2 separate regions of the Rattus norvegicus genome follow, and region 2 is linked to region 1. Evidence: chromatin contacts called from public Hi-C data. All regions are on one chromosome and are shown on one strand. The core of a region is the stretch at or near the end of the contact, and the rest is flanking DNA. Distances in the headings are between cores, read along the strand shown.

Region 1 (7,595 bases), core at 2,340-4,839:
AGGAGGGGTGAGGAAAGGGAGGGGGAAGGGAGGGGGAGGAGGAGATGGGGAAGGGTCGGGGAGGGCTCTGGCTCCTAGACTGTATCCATTGTCTCATTCACAGGTGATTAACATGGGCTGTTTTCATGAGCATTTATAGCTCTGTGGCCACTACTATCAGTAGATATGAGAAGTCACTTAATTAGTAATTATTAGTTGACAGTGTGGGAGGGGAGACAGCACTACTGAGCGCACTCTGTGCCTCACCTCTAGGAGCCAAGACCAAGGAGCTGTTCTGCTGGATCTTCAATTCCTCTGCTGATATCCCTACGAAACTTTGCATGGGGGCTTGGCAGGCCTGTGTGCTGCCTGGTGAGAAATCCCAGCCTCACATCCCTCTGTATCAATTTCTTCCCAAATGGTTTTTGCTGTTTTGTTTGATTACGAAGTTGGGTTTCTACCCACAGTCAGCTTCAGTTCATCTGTCCCCCTAGTGTTTGCCCTCCCTGTCCCAACATCCACCAAAAGTTTTCCTTTTCTTGGATTATATGTAATAGACAATCGAAATGAAATGACTCAAAATTATAGCCAGATGTCATAGTGCAGACTTTAATCTCAGTATGTGGGGGGTGAAGGCAGGATTGTCTGGAGTTTAGGATATCCTCACCTACTTGGTGAGTCTGAGGCCAGCCTGGGCTACATGAGTCCCTAATCTGAAAAAAATAACAACATAAGCAACAAATGACCCAAAGGTAACAGTGATCAATATCTATTATATAAATGTGTAGAATGTACAAATAATAAAAATACTGTTTAAAAATTTAAAAAATCGGGGCTAAAGAGTTAGCTCAGCGGTTAGGAGCACTAGCTATTTCTGGGATGATGTGGGTTTGATTCTTAGCACCCACTTGTCCACTCACAACCATCTGTTACTCCAGTTCCGGGGGATCTGATGCTCTCTCAGGGCACCAGGCCCATATATGGGTACTGCATACATTTGCTGAATGGTTCACAGACATACATGCAGGCAGAACACATGTATCCATTAAAAATAAATACTCTAAGACGAGGAAAACCTTATCAAGACAAGGAAAACATTATTAGAAATGAAAACCAGGGCCCAACGTGTTTAAAATATTTGCAATTTGAACCCCTGCATGAGTTGGCCATGCCCGGTCTACATCTACAGTGGACACCCATTTTCCTTTTCTTCTTGCAAAAGCATTTGTGCACGTTGTGAAAAGTGTGTACAGCAACCTTTTAAGGGACTTTCTTAGACAGTAGTTACTTAACACAAAGTAAATAACGAAGGGTAAAAGGACATTTTTTGCCTGGTGACAACTCTTTAAAAAAAAAAAAAAAAAAAAAAAAAAAGCCCAGGGAGGAGTTATAGCCAAATTCATGTTATAGCCAAATTCATGTTATAGCCAAATTCATAGGAACCATCTTGGGTAGACAGCGAATACATTTTCTTCTAACCCTAGTTGATATCTTCTCTAGCTATAGAAGACTAATTTCTCCTTAAAAGCTTTTAAAGCTTTAATTTTAACTTACGTCTATGAATTCACTCGCGTATGTGAACTACGCAGTGAAGGCATGCAGTGCCCAAAGAGGCCAGAAGAGGGCATTGGAACCCCGGGAACTATATTGCTACAGGTGCTGGGAATCGAGCTCTGGTCCCCCGCAAGGGCAGCAGGTACCCGTAACCACTGAGCCATCTCCCCAGTTCCTCTGCAAAGTCTTACTTAACCAAGATTCTGTTTAAAAGCTCTGCACTGTGCCAAGCCCTCTGTCTGCCAGCCAAATCTGCAGCAGCAGATAAAGTATGGCTTCTTGCCAGAGCCTATCAGTCTTGAAACTTCCCAAGAAGAGCGCCAACCAGTTCCATTCGCCACCCCACCCTCGCTCACCTCGAGATGTGCTCTAGCTCCCCACCCCTCCCCCCACAGGAAGAGTCAAGACACGCCCCCATGCTCTTGTCTCACCATCTCAGTTTCACGGGTCCCTCATGTTTCTTTCCATGCCCATAGCTACATGACACACAACTCTAGCCGAATGCACGCATACAATCTCTAATCCAATGGAGAGCACCGGCGACTCGTTAACTGCAGGAAGTTTAGCCTCAGTGTGAGAGTCAGGTCTGTGGCCCGTACAGCCTCACTCACGCTCTATAATCCCAGCTGACAGAGCAGCGCCATCACTTTCCAGGAGCTTCTGTGATTCCGCTAAGACACCAGGACTTCACTCAAGCAGCAACTTCCGGACAACCATCACACGGAAAGTTCCACCAGAACAACACTGATCGAGTTTGCAAGACAACACCACATTTGTACCACACAGTTTAAAGTAATACAATACAGCAAAGCCCTCATACTTCTATCCTGCATGTTTTATTAGTAGTTCTAAGAGTCCAGACAGACTACCAGCTCACTCAAAGACAAGAGTTTCGAAGTGGCCTCTGGGGGAGCAGCTTCTTCTTTCTGCCTCTGGTTTACATCTGCCTGTTACTGCTGGCTGCTCTCTCTTCTGTCTCAGGGGTTCCTTTAAAGCCCACTCTCACTTTATTTCATAAAGTCAGGAGATTTTCTTCTCTCCCTCTTCATTCAAAAGTTTAAATAATGAGAGAAAATGCTGGAGTCAGAAAGACGTGTCCGTGGCCTTTTCATAGATGGCTACATGTTAAGTTTTGTTCAGCCTCTCTCTCCCTCTCCCCCGACCCCCCCTTTCCCTCGCTCCCTGTCCCCTCTCCTCCTTCCCCCTTTCCCTCCTCCTCTCTCTCTCTCTCTCTCTCTCTCTCTCTGCCCCCTCTCCCTCACTCCCTGTCCCCTTTCCCCCTTCCCCCTTCCCCTCCTCCTTCCTCTCTCTCTCTCTCTCTCTCTCTCTCTCTGCCCCCCCTCCCTCACTCCCTGTCCCCTTTCCCCCTTCCCCCTTCCCCCTTCCCCTCCTCCTCCTCCTTCCTCTCTCTCTCTCTCTCTCTCTCTCTCTCTCTCTCTCTCTCTCTCTCTCTCTCCTCTCAGCCTTCCCAATGTTCCTCCTCAGCCACAATGACGTTACTGACTAAGCACTCAGCCCGGGCAGGGTTACTGCAGTTTACAAAGCAAAACTCTTCTCACCCAACAAGTACATCAGCAGGAGACTGAGGAGAGGTTTTAAGAGTCCCAAATTAAAAATAATCCCACTATTTAATACTTCTAACAGCCAACCCCCCTCCTCTGCCAGCAACGTGTCTGAGTAAACGTTCTTCAAAGCTGACACTCCCGAGAGAGAGTGAGAACAGGGTGCAATGGGCAGCAGCTGAGACATCTTGTGTGCATGGAGAACCACGCTCCCGACTTTGGGGCCCACAGGAGTCATCTAGTCCTCAGTGTTTGCTTTGTTGTTGTTTTGTTTTGTTTTGTTTTGTTTTCTCCTTCCTCTTCCCCTGTTGTGGGCTCTGGATATAAATTATTTTTCTCCTGTTCTATAGCAACAGCGACAGATGTGTGCACACCGCTTGGAACACAACTAAGTCTCTGTTCCAAGTTTAGCGGCCCCTTAGGCCAGGACATCCAGCAAACCACCGCTGGCGAAGTGCCAAGCCCAGAGCAGCACAGTCAACCAACACTGCGGGTGCTTCCTCCTGGCCTTCTCTAGGCTATGGGATTTCCCAACGGTTGTAACAGCTCTGACACGTGTCTACCACGAAGGCTGAACACAATGCCAGGGCCTCCAGGAACCCCCTCACGAGTTGCTGGTGATGCCTCCACATGTCCGCTGCCTCTGCCACATAATACACTCTCAACTCTCCTTAGCCTGCGGACTTGCCTCATCCGCAACCTTCTCACCCAGGGCCACCTCCAAGACAGCTCTGTTCCCATGTGTCCTTTGAGTGTTGTGGTTGGTTTGAATAGGCTTGGCCCATAGGGAATAGGACTGCTGGGAGTAGGTGTGGCCTTGTTGGAGAAAGTGTGTCACTGTAGGAGCAGGCTTTGAGGCCCTCCTCCTTGCTGCTTGCAAGATAGGCTTCTCCTTCTTGCCTTTGGAACAAGATATAGAACTCTCAGTTCCTCCAGCGCCATGCCTGCCTGGACGCTGCCTTGCTTCTGAACCTGTAAGCCAGCCCCAAGTAAATGCTGTCCTTTATAAGAGTGGCCTTGGTCATGGTGTCTGTTCATGGCCATGGAAACACTAAGACAAGTGTGCAAGCAGCCTCAGCTGCACTGCACCTGAAGAAGACTCATACATCCCAGTCGCCGGGCATCTGATGGCAGCCGCCGGGCCCTTGTTCTCCCACTCAAACTTCATTCTACTCTGCTGGCCTCTAAATAATTCCAGGGCTGTGTAGGGGAAAGCAGCGGAGGAGCCCAGAGGCGGGTGGGGGAAATAGGACGTCTGAAGAGAAATGAGAATTTTCAGGTCTGTGAAAAGAATCATCTCTACCCTTCTCTCTTAAGGGACCTACGCACATGGCAGTGCCTGGTCTTCTCCAGAGGCCCAGGGGGTGGGGTGCAGACCACCCAGACTCATCTCCATGGGATGCATTGGGCGGCACTGCGTAACAGGTAGCATGGTACCCAAAGCCCACTCTCCAGGCTCACGGAGACATGAGGTAATTATGGCAACTACCACTCCAGAGTTTGGCCGGGTGAAATCCCTCAGGGGAATGTTTTGGGTTCTTCCTATGTACTTTTAGATTGTGAGTGAGAGTTGTAAGGTTATGACTGAAACGTTAAAGAAAACTGACTAGGAGAAAACTGACTAGGAAGGCTGAAAGAAGTAAGCAAACGGCCCACAGCGCCCACCCCTGGCCACAGGCAATGCAGCATTTTGGAACATACCCAAAACTAGGCGGTCCTGGTCTTCCTGTTCACTCGGCCCGTCGGCCTGGCTTTTGACGAGCTGAAACGGACACAGGTGAGGAATCTCGTTAACACGATTTTGTATTCTCGAGGGCTAGACTGACGATCTTGGGAAACGTCCATGAAAGCACACCCCTCGCACTGCAACACGTAAACAGGAGACTCATCTATGCTTATAATTAGCCCCAGGAGCTAAAAATAAGGAAAGGATGTGTGTCCAGCTAACACACACCTGGAAGCTGCCCACGGGTAAAGCAGTATCAGTAAACATCCTGCACGAGATGCTTCCAGCCACAGCATGTTCTGGAGGATGCCGCTGGTTGATCATCTCGTGCTTACGACGGTGACAACTCAGGATAGCTAGGCTTGGGTCATACATAGCATGTAGCCCATTGTGATCCTAATAAAAGAAATTGGATTATGGGCATAGCCCTGCCTGCGTGTGGATTTGAATGAGCAGGAGGTTCGATGGTCACACCTACTTTAACTCTGGAGAGATACACAGAGATGACAGTGAGGCCAGGTGACCATGGTTCCTCACCTGTCCATCCTCCTCCTCTTCTGAGGGTGATCTGCCAGACTCCAGATTCCTAACCTCTGCAAAAGAAATAATTCTTTAGTTAGAAACACAGACAGGCAAAGACAGACAGACAGACAACGAAAATACATGACAGGTATATACAAGCTACCCAGGACCCTCTGCACGGGATTAGCTAGTTAACAGGCGACTCTACCAGAGACTGAGGTATGTAATCGCCTGACTGCACACACGCTGGGGTTACTACTATGTAAACAAGGCAGGGCGCTCTCTCGGGAAATCCTGGGGTGGCAGGGGTGGGGGGGTGTGCCTTATATAAATCAGTATCCTTGACTGCAAAGGAAGGATGCTCACCACACACACACACACACACACACACACACACACACACACACACACACACACCCCCAAAGGTTCTTAATAGATGCCGAGGATGTGACTGGTACCACCTGAGGGAAATCCTACTTGTCTTCTCCCCTGGATTCCACAGATGTCAGTAGAAGAAAGAAAAACGACTAATTCGTTCTAAGAGACAGGCAGCTGTCTCTTCTGCATGGACGAAAGCACACAGCTCTCGGCACCAACCAGCTGGTTAAGCAGTGGCTGACCCCAGATGCTCTGGCTGGGGGGCCCCCTCCCAGCAAAGCTTTTCCTGGAAACAGTGTTCAGGGTGTTCTGTGACAAACAGGAACCCAGGTGACAGGCACTTTCTCTGTCCCCTGACTGATTGGTTCTCTTCCCAAATACTCAGTTTCCCCGGAAACAAGTTCAAAGACTGTCAAAATAACCATGGAGCATGTTTAGCCTTGGGTAGCGTAAATGCTGGCTTCCCTAGCAGGGGTGGTTAGCTGAAAACCTTTCACCTGAATTTATAAGAATATACAACCTCGCCAGGCCTCAGGATCCTTTCTTGAATCTCCGCTTCTTAGCATGCTGGACCTTTTTTGATGTGGTCCCAGAGAAAGGCCAGGAATTTTCCCAGAAAGTTTGTAAACTGGGCAGTCCCTACCCCAGTTGCCCCTCCTGTTTAATTCAGTTTCCTACTGCCTCAAACCTCCAAGTGGATTTATTTAAGCTCTTGGTACGGCCAGAGGTTTCATTTACACTTAATGTACAAGCCCTTATGTATGAGTTCTCCACGGCAAATCAGATGAGGGTGACAGGTTGCAAAGAAATAAGAATGGAAAGTCGAGAATAGGTGACTACAACTCCACTTGTCACTGTTTGTTTGTTTGTTTAATGGACCTCTTCTGAGAGACACAGCCAGAATACAGCAAATACATAGGCAAATGCCAGCAGCAAACCACTGAATTGAGAACGGTACCCCCGTTGAAGGAATCAGAGAAAGAACTGGAAGAGCTTGAAGGGGCTCGAGACCCCATATGTACAACAATGCCAATCAACCAGAGCTTCCAGGGACTAAGCCACTACCCAAAGACTATACATGGACTGACCCTGGACTCTGACCTCATAGGTAGCAATGAATAGCCTAGTAAGATCACCAGTGTAAGGGGAAGCCCTGGGTCCTGCCAAGACTGAACCCCCAGTGAACTAGACTGGTGGGGGGAGGGCGGCAATTGGGGGAGGGTTGGGGAGGGGAACAGCCACATAGAAAGGGAGGGGTTAGGGGGATGTTGGCCCAGAAACCAGGAAAGGGAATAACAATTGAAATGTAACTAATAAATACCCAAATTAATAAAGATGGAGGAAAAAATATCATCCAGGTAATGGACAATTAAAAAAGCAAAAACAAAAACTGAATCTGGCTGGATGCATGACCTGGATACGAAGGGTACTTGCTGGTCTTACGAAGGATCTGAGTTCAGCTCAGACTACTGATAACTTTATACATCCTTTTCTGGCCCCCACTGGTACCCACGCGTACACGTATGCATACCCCCCACAGGAACATACACATAAGGAGAAAGCAAGTCATGTTTAAAAGAATAACTGAATTTATTTTACATGGGGCAAGCGAGGCTGCGACTGTGGACAACTGGTATCGATCATGAATTTGCGAGCAAGACTAGGTTTCATGATAAGAACAAAAACACAGGACCTCAATTTTGTGCAGGGACTGCAGACACCCAGCCAATAGTTTATGCTTTTAAATGCATTCCCCAAATCTGGCCACCAGGTGGCAGAAGAGTAACATTTGCCTGAAGACCAGCCATGTAAGCAAAATTAGAAAGGTCTTGCCTGCCGAGAGGTGCCTTTTCAGTGCCAAAAGCCCAAGGCAA
Region 2 (7,595 bases), core at 3,738-6,237, 120 kb after region 1:
CTTGGTTCCCTCAGAGGCGGAAGGTAAGCTCCTATTGCTAAAGACGCCACATGCTTCAGTCACAGGGCTCAGAGGCCCTTGAGCAGGAACTGCCCTGAATGCCTCCCCTCTGAGGACTAACTTTCATGAAGTCAGAAGGCACCGTGTAAGCGCCAAAGGAGGAAGGAGGACCAACAGTTCTACCTAGCTATGCCACCTATGTCACTAGCATGACGCAGTGAGCCTAGAGGTTACTGGGAAGTTAGGAATCTTGGAGGAGAGCCTACAACCACCACCTTACTAAACCAGCACAACCCCTAACTACAGTCTGAATATGTTTCCCGATATACACAGATAAGCGTAGCACTCACCCCTCCTCATCAAGGAAAGTTCTCTTTGCAGCAGACAGGGACCACTACGGAAAGCCATAACCAATCGAAATGCAGAGCTGTAGGCCCCAGTCCCAATGGATACATCCACGAAGCGACTCCTGCACCTGAGGCTCGGGGAACATTGCAAAACGGGGGAAGAAGGGCTACAAAAGCCAGGGGACCAGGGAGTTTGCTGAGAGACTGCGTCTCCTAGTAATATTAGAAGTGACCCCCATAGCGTCTTACCAACGTGACTACCTGAGCACGAGCTGAACAGGGACAACAGCAATAGACACCCAAAAGTGGATGAGAAAAGATCGACAGGCCTCAACCCTACACAAAGAACTATGGGAAAGTTGGAGATGCTGATAATGGGGAAGACAGTCTTCCCCAGGGAAGAGCACACCAACTGGTTATTTAAAACCGTCAGCCCTGAAAACATATACAAGTAACATTATACAGACTGAGTACATTGTACTTAGGAATAATACACACTCTCTCTCTCTCTCTCTCTCTCTCTCTCTCTCTCTCTCTCCCTCCCTCCCTCCCTCCCTCCCTCCCTCACACACACACATACACACACACACACTCATGCATGCACATGCATAACAACAATTAATAATGATAATTTTTTAAAAGATGCCATGAATTTGAAAGAGAGCAAAAGGCATATGGGAAGGTTGTGGTGGAGGAAAGAAAAGGGGGAGATGACATAATTATGATCTCAAGAATCTGCATGTGTACACAGCCTGGAGGTTTCATGAGGTTCTGTGCCTGCATTCATGGTCACTCTCACATCTGTACCTTGTACATTTTTTAGAAAAATAGATTTTAATCTACACTTTAAAAATATCCCAAGAAGAGCATTTCCTAGCTTTTCTGTCAGTTTGTTTGATTTGTAGGACACCTCCTGATGAGTTTGCAGAAGGATAGACAGTTATCAGGGAAGGTAGGCATAATTCTTTACCAACCCTTGCAGAATTGGTGGCTGGGATTGGAAGTTAAGCCTCCCAGTCTCAAGGACAGCTAGCAGAGAAAATCTTTGCCAAAAGCCCGCGTCATGGGCAAGTATCTTCTCTGATTAGCAGATACTTCAAACCCATTTCAAAGTAGATAGTGAAGAAAAACAAAGGCCCCGGAGCATGACATTTCACACTGCTGATTTTAGAAAATAAACATTAATGTGGAAGCTTTACTGTTGTCTTTAATCCTTATAACTTTTTCCAGTTTTGCATAGGCTGTAGAATATGCACCATTGTGTTATTGTGGTGTATAAAAAAAAACACACACACACGAATACATTAAGTAGGATCCATGCTAACTTTTTTTTTCTTAATAGAATACATATTAGCATTTTGAAAATCTGCTTCTAGAAAAAGCAGGCCCTTCCCCCTTGGTCAGGTCATGCATACTCTTCCCAGCAGCTTCCTTTCGGTAAGTTCCAGTGCACGTGACCTGCACCCAGGGCGAGGTGTGCCTTCGCTTGGACTGTGGAGGGCCCGCTTTCTCCCACATCACCTGTCATTCCACACAAGGCTAAGTGAGACCGAGAGCTGCCTCAGACTTGATCTCAGCAGAAACATCCAGGGCCAGACACCCTGACCTTGCACCCTCCATTGGATCACTCATATCTTATCCTTGCCAACTCAATTTCTTACTAGTCTTAGTATAGAAATTTAAAAGCCACTTCGATTGATATTCGTTACGTTTCCCAGGTTAATCCCCTGTGACCCCTTAAGCAAAATAACCATAAACCAAAACAAGTTTGAAAAGCTGGATCTCCTTGAAGGTTTTGACATTCTGTACACTTCTTCGGCTTAAATGTCTCGCTCTTGTTACAGTGGACTTTGAAACTGCTTATCTTTGTGAGTATGTGGCTTGGGGTTGTGTGAACATTTGTGTGTTTGAATAAGTGTGCACACACACAGCACGATGCACCTATGGAGGTCAGAGGACAACTTTCGGGCTTGACCCCTCCCCACACACACACACACCTTCCACCTTGCTTAAGGCAGGGTGTCTTGGTGTTTGTTTGCTCTTACTGCAACTCTCCTGTTTCCTGCCCTCTCCCTGAAGGAGCTCTAGGTTTGTGTGGGCGCTCGGGATTCAGACTCACCTCCCCATGCTAGGGCAGCAAGTGCTTGACCCACCGAACCATCTCTCCAGCCCTGAGACTGGTTTCATAGCCGAAGATCCCACTTAAATTCTGGGAGAAATAAGAGAGCCCCTTAGGTCATTCTGAGTCCTTCTAAAACTCCTATCGGAATTTTCCTGAATGAGTGGGGGGGAAGGTAACCCGAAAACATGAGGATCTACCTAATACCACTGTCCAACCTCCAACTGGATAACATTTTAAAATTTTTATTACCCTTTGGGTTTTTCCCAGATGAACTTCTCTTTGGTGGGAAGGGGCTCCGGGTCCTGCTCTCACTGGCTAAACTATGCTGGGTCTCTTCCTACACCAGTTTCAGTAATCATGCAAGTTTGTTCCCAAGGCCTGCTGTCTCTAAAAACATTTTTTAGGGAAAGTAAATGTCAGAATATTACCAAAATTATCACAGACACCAATGGAAAGTCTGGACAACAGTCCACATATTTTCTTCTTAAGTTTATCTCCAAAAGGAGAAACAAATCTCACTAATGGGATGAGGGAGTACTAAATTAGGCTTACGATAAATATCTAATATCCAAAATTTTTTGATTGGCAATTGATTCTAAGGAAAAATCTTAGACTATTAAGTACACTAAATTTGTAAAGTTAGGAGGGAAATAAATATAACATTTGCCTTGCAAAGAAAAAAATTCATTTCCCCTTCATGAAATTCCAGGTCTCTAACTCTTATATCTCCAAATGAAATAGTCATGGGTGTGAAGCCATGGCTTTCTTGTTCTGGGGTGAGGATTTCTTGGAGTGGGAGTACTGTTTGTTTGTTTGCTTGTTTGTTTCCAGACAGGATTTCACCATTTAACCCTAACTGGAGTTTGCTACATAGACCAGGCTGGCCTCAAACTCCCAAAGATCCACCCACCTCTGCCTCCCAGCTGCTGGGATCAAAGGCCAGGCAAAATCATGGCCCCACAAAACCAGATCTTTAATTTTGTCTTTGAACATGCTAATAATCAGTGTCTTCTGTGCCTTTTATAAAACCCACAGCGACTTACCACTATAGATAGTCTAGCCAGAACTACACTATTACGCTGAGTAACCTCATTCAGAAAGCTATCGACATAGCACACACTATACTAACTACTCAAACACGGCAGCCTGAAGAATATAGGGGAAACAGAGGCTTAAACAGAGGCTTCCACACTACGCTTGCAAATTTAAGGGGTAAGCGGCGCCCTTCCCGCCCTTCCCGCTCACCTGCCCTGCCTGCACTCCAGCTCTTGTACCTCTGCAGAGCAGCAGGGGTTTTGATGGTTTGCAAGTTTTTATCTCCCTGGGATTTGCAAACAGTGCAATGAAATATAAATCACTTTAAAACTCAAAAGGCTTTAAGGTATATGTTTTTTATAGAGTTGAGAAAAGGATCCTTGGGAGAAATGTTTAAGATTTATGTAAGCAATTTATCAGTGAGAATGTAGCATAGGCCCGCTAGCAAGTGACATGGAAAAATCATGAGACAGCAGCCTCAGACAATGCAAAGGGGATAAAAGTCATAACCATGCTTTGCAAATCAAATTTGGCAGCGCAGATTTAATACATGCAATCAATCACTCTTAGCAGATATATAGATATAGATATAGATATATAGATATGGGGGGAATGATGTCACAGGTGAGGCAGGTACAAGATAGAAGGAGGCCTGTCATTGGATGAGAAGGAAGGATGGGCGGGAGAAAAGTTTGAAGGAAGAGGAGGAGACTGGAACAAAGAGAGGAGGAGGAGAGGCCGAGAAGCCGTGGCAGCACAATGGAGGCTGATGTTAAAATTCCGCTCTGTGTATTTACAGGTTGTTATCAATGTTCTTAAGGGATGGATGGTACCGGACTTTGTATGTTTAAGTGGGCAATTATATCTTATCAATTGGATCTAAGATTATTGTGTTGTGTGTTCTTTTATGTGAGGGTTTGAGTGTAGGAAAGTGCAGTGGCTGGAGACAGTGGGCCGCTGCAGCAAAGTTGGGATGTGTTTCCGCCAAGATGTCTAGCAGATATCTTGGGACACCTGGACTTCTAGCGGGATAAAAGACACCAATACTTTTTTATTTTTTTATATTTTTACAACAACAACAACAACACACACACACACACACACACACACACACACACACACACACACACATATATATATATATATATATATATATATATATATATATATATATCATCCTAAATCACTGAGAGACAGAGAGAGAGAGAGAGAGAGAGAGAGGCAGAGAGAGCAGACAGACAGACACCGAGGGAGAGAGAGAGAGAGTTATTTCCCTCTCTGATCACTCTCTGGATTCATTGGATTCATACAAAATGAAAAAATGACAGCATGCATAAGGCCCCTCAGCAAATGGCACAGCTAATGGTGCCCAACTCAACTGTGATGCTAGTGGAGAAAGAAAGGACTGCACACTCTAGGCTGCGAGGCCGAGTCTCAGAGGATGCCTTTGATGCTAGCACAAGGGAAATGCGTGAGGAGGGAGCATTTAGGCATGAAGCCACTGTGGCGTACACAATGCGGACTGTATAAGCCTGCCTCTGAGTAGAGCCATATAGCTGAGTCATGCAAGCCTTGCAGCTGTAAGAGAAAAGCTAGACTGTTTCATAAACTCGCTGGGGACATGTCTGAAGATTAGATGGGGGAAACGGCAACACAGTAACTCTTCAATAGGATCTCATTAATGCAAGCTAATGGGGGAGTGGGGAGGAAGGAGAGCCAGTCAGTCTGAAATATTGCAGCCTAAATTAGAGGATGTTTATGAAGTACAAAGAGGAGAACGAGTTGGCTGCTAACAGAATGTTCCGCCAAGCCTGGCACGTTCATTTGTACTTCTCGGGATATATTTGCACATAGACAAAGCGATCAAGGCCTTAAAAAGCTTTCTCCAAATCTACTGAACTTTTCCTGATTCTGAGAGCCTTTTCAGTGTACTGCTTAGAGTCAACACAAAGCTCAGTTATCGTCCAAGCATCCTGAGGGGACTCAACCTTTCAACACTTCAATTCCCTCCTTAGCAAAAATTTGCCAATGTCAACTCACTTTCGTGGACAATGCATAAAGCACTCTGGAGCCTGTCAAAGTGTTCACAGTGTGGTAGGATGAAGCAGTTGGATATAAGAAATGGAGACTGGCAGAAGGCTATGGTATGAAGCCAGCATCAAGAGACGAGGGAGTCCTCAGATGTAAGGGGTTCCACGTGAAGACAGGCTTGATGCAGATACAGAGTTCAAGGCGCTGAAGCCAGAGAGAACAGCATCTGTCTCTACAGAATCTGTCCCTAGAACGTTACCCACCACGTGTGTAACAGAATGGAGCTCTGGGGTTGAGGAGATGGCTCGTTCAGTGAAGTGCTGATACAATCGTGAGTAGCTAAGCATGGATCACCAGCAAGAAAGCCAGGAGCAGCACTGTGTGCTCCAGAGTCCCTGGGCTGAGGGGTGGGGACAGAAAGAAGGATCCCTGGGGTTTTCTGGCCAGTTAATCTGGTAGAATCATAAGAGAGTCTGTCTCAAAAAAGTAACTAGAGTAATAGAGAAAGATTCCCACGTCATCAACCAGTGGCCTCCCATAGGCACATACACTTTAACATGTCCACAGAGATGCATGCATACACACATGCATGTATGCATGTGCACACATGCATGCACACACACATACACAAACACATGCACACACACAAAATACATACCTAAATTCATATATATATATAATCATACATATATGATTATATATAATCATATATAATCATATATATATGATTGTGTGTATATATATATATATATATATATATATATATATACACACACACACAAACACAAACAAGAAGGGGTATAAGGGGAAGGGTCCTTTGGCAGACATCAACCAATAATATTCCTTACTACATGTTTATCCCAGGGTTTGCTCAGCTTTCTCCTCATGGCAGACGTAATGCCTTCAGTTCAATGCAGGCCCTGCTCCTGCTAGCTCCACGTCTGGGCACGACCAGCATTTCAGAAAGCTAGTTCAGTTCCATTTTAGAATGTTAGAACGTGGAAACAAAAAGTCATACAAGGTCCTGCCGCTAAAAGTGAGCCAGCAGGCAGGGCGGCCCCACATCTGTGCACTCGCTGATGTCTGAAAGTCTGGATTCGGTGAGAAAGACGGGTCTGCGTATTGCAAGTGTTCTGTCTACAGAAACGTGAAGCAGCAAGGAGGACAAAGAGAAGACAAATGGAACGTTCCTGAGAAAGGACTGCGAACTAAGTGCAATGCTAAGCCTTACTCGGAAGTTTGCCTGGCTCCCTCATCACACAAGCGACAGGGCCTCCCCTTTTACTTCACTGAAAAGAAAGGTGGGATTTTTTTTCTGGGGTCAAATATGGAATTTCTAGAAATTAATATGTCGATTAAACCACGAGTTTATAATATATGTTCTATGGATGGCTTTTATAGAGCCATGAATTCCATGAAATGAATATAAAATTTTGTTCCTGTGTATTTTCTGTCAAGAGTTTAAAGCTTACATTGGGTCCTCAGTGGGCCATGAGAACTGGAGTCTATATTCTACCAAGATTGATCTGTTTTGTGAAAGCTGATGTTAGGACACTGAGCAAACGTAGTATGGGCTAAGGGACTAGTTTGTCAGACATGTACCTGACAAAGAACTTGAAAACCAATCTCGCTGGCAAGTAAATACACACACAGAGGCCAGGGACCAGCGTTTCACTGTCAGGAGTACACAGAAGGCAATAAACACATGACAAGGTGTTCCACACCCTTAGCCACTGGGGACATGGAAATTCACACCACAGTGACCTGCCAGTCAATATGGTTGAAACAGTAAGAGCAGGCGCACAGGAGAGAGGATGGGAAAACCCACGGTGCTGGTGGGATACGAAAGGATACGGGCACTGAACATCCAGGGGATTCCTAAAAACAAGCACAGAAGGACTACCAGCATTTGCACCAATGGCTTTTCCAAACAGACCAAACTAGACGTTCCCAGATGTCCTTCAACAGCCCTAATAGATCAACTCTAGAGCACAGATCATCACAGGAACGTTAGTGGGTCTCTGCATTCCTGGCTTCTGTATCTATGCATCCTACCAAAC

The links. Hi-C and Micro-C count contacts between places; a contact is called where the count stands out from the background.
Region 2: a Hi-C map of Schwann cells shows a contact between it and region 1, with 3 times the contacts expected there. The contact joins two enhancer-like sites. A contact is called at or near these places in 3 of 12 Hi-C or Micro-C datasets (the A7r5 cell line, Schwann cells and mammary epithelial cells).

What each region holds. Positions count from the first base shown.
Region 1 is chr2:31,125,557-31,133,151 of GRCr8, forward strand. Arhgef28 (Rho guanine nucleotide exchange factor 28) reads right to left here. Exons shown (of 36, transcript NM_001415065.1): 8 at 5,359-5,414; 9 at 4,797-4,857. Among named protein-coding and RNA genes, the nearest start is that of Arhgef28, 170 kb to the right of the region's middle. Within about 2 kb of position 3,590, at least 14 of the 93 cell types and tissues checked have an H3K27ac peak or open chromatin away from gene starts, as enhancers often do. A contact at or near this core is called in Schwann cells, where this site is marked.
Region 2 is chr2:31,240,979-31,248,573 of GRCr8, forward strand. All of the region lies in intron 1 of Arhgef28 (Rho guanine nucleotide exchange factor 28), which reads right to left. Among named protein-coding and RNA genes, the nearest start is that of Arhgef28, 50 kb to the right of the region's middle. Within about 2 kb of position 4,988, at least 41 of the 93 cell types and tissues checked have an H3K27ac peak or open chromatin away from gene starts, as enhancers often do. A contact at or near this core is called in Schwann cells, where this site is marked.